2 separate regions of the Mus musculus genome follow, and region 2 is linked to region 1. The links are chromatin contacts, called in public Hi-C maps. All regions are on one chromosome and are shown on one strand. The core of a region is the stretch at or near the end of the contact, and the rest is flanking DNA. Distances in the headings are between cores, read along the strand shown. Region 1 holds the start of Eif4e2 (eukaryotic translation initiation factor 4E member 2). Region 2 holds the start of Capn10 (calpain 10).

Region 1 (3,947 bases), core at 285-2,784:
TCTTCAACAGCAACAGAACAGTGACGACGACAGTGGCCAACATAACCATCCTTATTCAAGACAGGCAACCTAAAAACTATCTTCTTAGGATGCAGTTTGATTTGTTCCAATAGGAGAAGAAGGGAGGAAGGGCTGCAGGTATGAAGCTAGGTATTGCAGGGCCTATGACAGGAGACCAATGGATCTCTATCCTGCTGGACTCTGCTAATAAGCAAGGTGGAGAAGACATCAGGTCTTTTCTCAAGAAGCAGAGCTCACTCAGCCACCATGAAAACCTAAGGAAGAGCTGGCTGTACAACTGGAATCCCCATCCCAGTACTTCCTGAGTCTGCACCTCTGAACTCACTGTATTGAAAACCTGCAGCTTCACCACCTATCAGTGAGTCCACTTTCCCTTCACAGCTCATGCTCAGCATTTTACACAGTACCTCTAAGTATTGCAGAGCGTGATGTGGTCCTTCCGGTCCTAACCACTACAGAGGTGAGATCGATGGCTCAGACTGGAGGACTTTTGTACTGTCAAACAGCTGGTGGGCTTAAAACTAAAAATGTAGGCCTTTGAATGATAAACCAGATTTGATCACTACAAACCATAGAGAGGAGGGAGCACTGCAATCTACCCAGGGATACAATTCTTGTGAAACACTAACTTAAGTGGGGCTAGATGAAAACGAAAATTACTTTTAAATGCTAAAAGATTTAATCGTTAGGAGGGGAATGTTCTCACCCCCCCATCCCCCACCCCAACACATATTTCTTCTCTGTACTTCCCAACTGTTCGCTGCGGGAATTGGAGATGAATGCAGGGGTGGGCAGCCACTAAGAGTTGAAAGACAGGGACGGGGTGGGGGATGAAGGGAGGGTGGTGGTCGGGGAGGAAGCAGGAAGAATCTCAGATGAAAAGCATTCCGTACTCGAGAGGCCACAGTACTCAGCGCGGCTGCCCCATTACCTCATCGCAGCTGCCCAACTCTACGACACGGGCTCTGTTACCGTCCCCGCTTGCAGAAGACAAAATCGAGGCTCGGAAGGGAGAGGTGACCTTCCCAGGACGCCGAGCGAGTGCGGGAGGGAAGCCGCGTTCAGAGAGAAGGCAGCAAGGCTGCGGAAACACCCGAAGCGCTGAGGTCCCGCCCCTCCACGCCGCCGGCAGCCCGCACCCACCAGGGCGGGGCGTCCGAAAATCTCCTTCCGGGCGGCGCGGCCTCCCCTCCCCCGGCCCGTGCCGCGCCGGGGTCCAGCGGCTCAGGGGTCCCGGCGACCTCGGCCGCGCTCTCCCGGCCCCGTCGGGCCCGCGGGCGCAGGAAGGCTCGGGCTGCGGCGGCCCGGGAGCGAGCGGCTCGGCTGAGGGCGCGCCCGGCCCCGGCGGGAGCGGTCCCGGGGGACGGTTGGGGGAAGGGGCCCCGGGGTCGGCCACGCGCCACTCACGCGTCGAACTTGTTGTTCATCCTCTTGCCGCCGCTGTCGCCACTGCCTCACGGAGTGACTTCCGCTCTACCGGGTCCCATCGCTAAGGGCCCGGCTACTTCCGGTTGGCTGGCGAGGCGCTCAGCGGAACGTCAGTGCTCAGGCCTTGGGCGGGGCCTCTTTCCCGGACGGGTGGCCCGGGACGACAGCGCTTGTTCCGACCGGGGCTGTCTTGGTGTGGCTGCTTGCACTGAGCATTGTCTACGCAGGCTGCCGGCCATCCACTTTAACCTCCCCGTGGATTCCAGGGGGAAAATGTCAGGCATAGTAACCTTTAGTAAATGGTATTCTCTGGCAGTTGATCCTTTGCTCTTGGTGTTTGGAGAGGACGAGAGAGCACTACAAACAAACTTGCAATTCTGGCTCTTGGGAAATGGCAGCAGGAAGATCCAGACCTGCCTAACCAACATAGTGAGTTCGAGGACAGCCTGGGATACATTAAGACCTTCCCTATATATTGGGTGAAGTGGGGGGTGGGGGGAGTCGAACCAGGGTGACAAACTTACTGAGGACCGAGATGGTCTCACTCATCATTGCCTCCTCAACTGAAGTCATTGTCCCCACACTCCTAAGGACTGTCCAAAACCACATCACATACACAGGAATAAATTCCCTAGTTGGTGATGTAACTCCAGAGCTATGAGGCACGCATTTTCCTGACCCATCTGCTGAACATATTACATTGTTAGATGTTTATTTTTAATCACCAGAGAGGAGGGGTAGAAATTGATGTTCGTGCCTGTATTTACAGGTGAGGAAAGTGTCCCAGGACTGGCCCGTGGTTGTCCCCTGGTCACTCAGCAAGGTCACGCTTTTTCTCCTCAGGAAGACCTCAGGGGATCATCCTATTGCCTGGCATGTAAGGGAGGCTGAGGAAGCTCTCCTGTCACACCCAGCCCAGTGGCTTTGGGCCTAGCCTTGCAAGTACTCTGGCTTTTGAGAAGAGAGAGGACGAAAGGAATTTGCAGGGCTAGGAGTCTTTCTTACAGTGTCTGAGATTGGATCAGAGATGGAAATTTGAACCCTATAAAGGAGTGTTCTAGAGAGTTCCTCTTACTCTGGACCCCAGCTTGCTCATGTGAAATGTGGGTCAGGTGAACAGGGCCTTTTTTTTTTTTTTCCGAGACACGGTTTCTCTGTGTAGCCCTGGCTGTCCTGGAACTCACTCTGTAGACCAGGCTGGCCTCGAACTCAGAAATTCACCTGCCTCTGCCTCCCAAGTGCTGGGATTAAAGGCGTGTGCCACCACTGCCTGGCTTTGTTTGTTTTTTATTTTATTTTATTTTATTTTATTTTGAACAGTGCCTCTTGACTATCCATACTGTGAAGAATTTCTAACAATGGGGGGGGGGGAGATAGTAAAACTCAAGAAATCCTTTGTGATCAGTGGGGGTGGGAGGAAGTATTACATTAGACGAATGGGACGTACTGCTGAAGGTACACATTTGTGCTGTGGCATCTAGAAGAACCTTGCTAGTTAAAATGGGTTACACTTTTAAAAATTCTAGACCTCATAAAAGCCAAGACTCTGTACTTAGATCCCACACCCCTATCTCCATAAAAAAAAGGCTTTTTTTTTTCTATCTTGTGTATATGGGTGTTCTGTCTGTGCATATGTCTGCACTATATGCATGGGCGTTTTGCAAAGCCAGAGGAGGGTGTTGGATCGCCTGCAACTGGAGTAACAGATGCTACATGGGTGCTGGAAACCAACCCAGATCCCCGGGAAAGTAGCCAGTGTTCCTAACCACTGAACTATCTCCACCCTCACCCCCATCCTTTTTTGAGACAGGATCTCACCATGTACACTGACCTCAAACAGATGGATTTGTCTCTGCCTCCCTAGTGCTAGGACTAAAGGCCCCACCACGTCCAGTTCATGTTCTCTGCAGTTAAGAGAGTTCCCCACATCCCTTACGAACCTTCTAGAGAAAGTTCACATAGGGAAGATGTTGGAGCTGGGAAAACAGCTCAGTGGTTAAGAACACTTGCTGCTTTTATAGAGGACATGAGCAACCCACTGTCTGGTTGCTCATGACCACCTATAACTCCAACTCTAGGGTTCTGACATCCTCTGCCAACTTCCAACAGGCATGCTCACTCATGTGCACATAACCCACTCCCAATATATACATACACACATATGTACGTACATACATACATATAGTTAGAAATAATAGAAATAAATCTTACAAAATGGCAGGAGGAAATTTTCTCAGGCCTCAAAGGGTAAAACCTTGCCCAGTCAATGACATCAGGAAAGGCAGAGCTCTTAGGGCTTCAAAGTGACCTATCAGAACTGCTCAAAGTCATGTGACCATACCCATCACCAACCACTGCAGAAATCCCCCTCTGTCTCTTTATTTCTCTATCTTCTCCCAGGAAGCCTTGGGTATTTCCCCAAGAGCACACTCAGCATCAACACGGGATACAGCTCTACAAACAGCATGGCCCTCATAGCTGACTCCAGGGCCCAGGAG
Region 2 (4,173 bases), core at 1,074-3,573, 5.7 Mb before region 1:
GGTCCCAGGGTCCACACTTAGGTCATTACCCTTGTTAGTAAATAATTTACCTTCTGCTCAGCAAGCAGCAGGGCCATTTCAATAGCCCAGGAAATCACTCTCATCCCTGCTCTGGCTTCTACTTCAAACAGCGGACCCTTCTAAAGCATTCACAACGCTGTCTACTGCAAAGCCCACCCACCCAGCTGTCAGGCTAACCTGAAAGTCAACATTGACTTCTAGCACCACTGAAAGGGCAGCCCCCATCTTGCCCTGTTCATCATCTCCCTCCCAGGAGTGAGCTGCTTCCCCATTGTTCTTCTGTCTTGTTTCCCACGGTTGCTACAATTACAAATAGATACACTCACATGGCTACAATAGAATAGTAAGTGTTGAAAAGAACAAAAAGACACTATACTGTGTCCTAGTCACCAAAGAGCAGTTCCAACAAACTCACTCCTTAATTGAGTCTCTCCTGACACCTAAAACATTTCACCTATTTGTATAGTGTGTGTGAGTGTTTTGCTTGAATCTGTGTCTAGTGTCCATGTGCCTGTAGTGCCTTCAGAGGCCAGAAGAGAGCACTGGATTCCCCTCAGACGGGACATGAGCCACTATATGAAATCCATTTTTTTTAAAAAAAAAATATTTTTATTCACTTTATAACCTAATATCAGCCCTTCCTCCCCTCCCAGTACCCCTCACGAAAGTCCTCTCCCTACTCAACATTCCTCTTCTGAGAAGGGGAAGCCCCACTCTGGGTGCCACACCTCCCCAACACACACACAATCACTACCCACCCCTGCACATCAAGTCACTGTAGGACTAGGCACATCTTCTGAAACCCCCTGTTTAAAGTAAAAACAAAACCTAAACTCCAAGGGCATGGCCAACAGGGCTCTTTCTTTCCCTTGCCTCTCAGTGTTGCTCAAGAAAGCCAGGATGCTTATCAACACCACTGTGCCAAGCAGGCAGCACAAGGCCTGGAACCCTGCCAGCTGTCACTGTTAGCACTACATGCATGTGGGACAGGCTGTCCCCCAGTAGTCTTTCTGCTGATAAGCCACGTCTAAAAAACACCAACAAAAACACTAGGCTTGAACAATCCATCCATTTAAGCTGCAACAAGGCAAAAAAAAAAAAAAAAAAAAAAAAAAAAAACCAACCAAAAAAACCAAAAAAACCAAAGCCCTCCTACCACAGCCCTTTCTGGCTATGAGGGGTAACACTGTTGTGAGTTGCATGCATGGACGCTAAAATAACAATACATAGTTCCACCTGCCTGTGCCATTTAAGGGAGCCCTGAAAAGCAGCTCCTTAGGTTTTCCCAGTTGTTAAGCACAACGCTCCCCGTGTTCTGTGCTACCTTTTGGTGTTCATACCCTAAAGCTACTAGAAGAAATGTAGAGCAAAGTGCAAAGCCAAGAAAGATTGCGCTGAATTACACCCGACAAAACTTAGGTGGTGGGATGGTGCTGGAAATACTGCTTCTAATCCCTTAATATCAAAACAGCTCCCTACTACCTGACTTTGGGTAGGAGTGTATTTTAGTAGAAACCCCAAGATAACATCTAAAAGACAAGCCTTTCGATTGCTTCTGTCCTCCTCATTTGAATTCTCAGGGCTGGCTATCACCTTTTCTGAATAGGCTTGAAGGCGAGGTCCTGCTAACCCCGGGGTCCATCTCCGTGAGAAACATATCCACAACACCCGCCCAGGCAAGAGACCCTGCTGCACCTGGGGTCGTCTCCAAGTGATGTCCTCCCGAAACTGGGCCAGAGGCGTGGACAAGTTGTAAAAGAGCGAGGAGTCCGAGGCGGGGAATGCCGCGTCCCGGAAGAGCTCCCGCGCCGGCGTCTCGGCCCGGACCGCCCGCATCTTCGGCGCCCTGGGCTCCCATCTGCGGCCCGTGGACTCGGTCGCCGCCCGGGAGCGAGTGCGCGGCCTTCACTGCAAACCGTGTTTGCTTAGCCCGGGAGACCTACTGGTGCAGAGCAGCCTAGCGCCGCAAGCTCCGTTGTCTAGGTAACCCGGCTGGAGCCAACCAGGAGCCGTGCTTGCGTCATATGACAGAGCTGCCTAATCACGCACGAGCTGCAGCGCAGAACCGTGCAGGACTGGTAGGTTCTGCTCTCGCACGAGGGCGTGGTCCCCGCGTTTCTAACTGGGCAGTGCTAGCCTGATGTCCGTATGCTTTAGTGCTCGGGACAACGCAGCTGTAGCCACTTGAAATCGAAGTCTCAGTGACCACAGGAAGCTGAAAAGTCACTTTGGTTTAGATCGCTTTGTCAATGCTATCCCAGCATGCAGCGCCGTTCCCAGCATACGTCGCTGATCACAGGCGTTGTCTACTTCCCAGCGTGCTTCGCTCCTTCCGGTGTGAGGCAGGAACTTGGCAAAGCGGTGGTTCCTCCCTGTCTTCTGAAAGAGCCAGTGAGGAAGTGGCTCAGCGAATCGCGTTGTTATCCTTCCGTCGCGGTGGTGGTTGCGTTGTTCTGGGGAGGCAGAGGTGTCACTGGGGTTGAAACTTGCCGGGGTCGGGCATTTGTCTCAAAACGATTGGGCTTCAGACGCTCTGGATCCTAAGCGGCCAGGGAATGCGGCTGGAGCATTCCTTGAAGCCTTAAATGGCCTGGCTATGGTTTTGTAGACTGGATGGTGACCAGGACGTGGACTTGCGGCTCCACGATTATTCGATGCCATGAGGAGGTCAGGGACAGGACACTCTCCTTCTGGTGCCTACTCTTCCAGGTCCCAGGAAGGACACAAATCAGCCAAGGACTGTTCTCTGTGTCTTCTCCAAATGTATTTCATCAAGACTAGAAGCTTCATAGACAGGAAGGGAGACGACGAGGCTTCACACCTTGTAGACTGCAGTTTGCCACCTATTAGGGCTGCTCTGATATTTTTTCCCTCCTCTGGGCCCCTTTTTCTCAGTCTTGGATAAAAGGTAGTCAGAGGAAATGCGGTTTGTGCAGTTAAGTAGATCAAGTACCCGTTGCCTAAAGAGGAACAACCAGGCCAAGCTTTTACCCATAACCTGCTGCTTCAGAGTCTAGACAGTTGCTCCTTCTCCCAGTGAGAGGCTGGGCTGCTCCTGCATCAGCAGCAATTACTGCTGTGGCATGACACAGTTACCTTGGCTCCACTAGGCTTCAGCGCCATGATTTGAGGTGCAAGACACTTAACTCTTTATTGAGGTTATTTAAAAAAAAAAAAAAAAAAAAAAAAGGAGTAGCCACATAGCCCAACATCTCTTTGGGATGCTTTTTCATTTAGTACTTAATTTCGACTCAGGGGACTGACTGGTGGGCTGAAAGCTGCACTATAGTTGAATCATTAAGAGCCTGGACTCGGTTTTCCAGGAAGTCTTGAGTAATTGTGACAAGTTATCCGCGACTCAAGAGTTATGCAAACTGGTTCACCCCCAGAAGTCTCATATGAGTGGTTAGCTCAGGAGAACGGCTCCTGAAGGCCGCATCCATATCCAGGGCTGGGCCACGGGCAGAGCCTGACCTCCAGAATCTGGAAGGAAAAGCTGCTTAGTGTTACCGTTGCTGTGACGAAACATCATGACCAAAGCAACTTGGGGAGGAAAGGGTTTATTCTGCTCACCTATGGCGCTTTCCATAAGGAGGGGCGCTATTTCCTGGCTCCTTTCCTGCTTTCTTATAGAACCAGGACCAGAGATGGTGCCACTTACAATGGGCTGGCCCTCCCCCATTGATCACCAATTAGGAAAATGCCTTGCAGCTGGATCTTATGGAGGCATTTTTTTTTCACTCTCTGATGACTGTGTCCAGTTGACATAAAACTAGCCAGCACAGACAGGAAGGCAGCCGGTGCTGACTAGACAGCCTAGGCCTGCAGAATGGGGGAAGACAAGCCAGTAAGTGACATCCCTCCATGGCCTCTGCATCAGCTCCTGCTTCCTGACCTGCTTGAGTTCCAGTCCTGACTTCCTTTGGTGATGAACAGCAATGTGGAAGTGTAAGCCGAATAAACCCTTTCCTCCCCAACTTGCTTCTTGGTCATGATGTTTTGTGCAAGAATAAAAACCCTGACTAAGACAGTAGCCTTGCTCTTGAAGCCAGTTTGGAAAGGGCTTTCTTTTCCCTCCCGACCCATCAACATTTCTGATCTTTGATACTAAAGTGCCAAGAAGAAACAGCAGTAGTCTAGGTGGACAGATGA

The links. A called contact is a pair of places that touch in the nucleus more often than the background predicts.
Region 2: a contact with region 1 is called in a Hi-C map of CD8 T cells, with 5 times the contacts expected there. The contact joins the promoter of Capn10 here to the promoter of Eif4e2 in region 1. A contact is called at or near these places in 1 of 39 promoter capture datasets (pre-B cells) and 1 of 484 Hi-C or Micro-C datasets (CD8 T cells).

The regions. Positions count from the first base shown.
Region 1 is chr1:87,211,501-87,215,447 of GRCm38.p6, reverse strand. It overlaps Eif4e2 (eukaryotic translation initiation factor 4E member 2), which reads right to left and starts at 1,534. Exons shown (of 7, transcript NM_001039170.1): 1 at 1,429-1,534. The coding sequence starts at 1,448. It overlaps Chrng (cholinergic receptor, nicotinic, gamma polypeptide), which reads right to left. Exons shown (of 12, transcript NM_009604.3): 12 at 3,613-3,947.
Region 2 is chr1:92,932,558-92,936,730 of GRCm38.p6, reverse strand. It overlaps Capn10 (calpain 10), which reads right to left and starts at 2,323. Exons shown (of 12, transcript NM_011796.2): 1 at 1,717-2,323. The coding sequence starts at 1,857. 9430060I03Rik (RIKEN cDNA 9430060I03 gene) reads left to right here. Exons shown (of 2, transcript NR_015525.1): 2 at 1,628-3,205.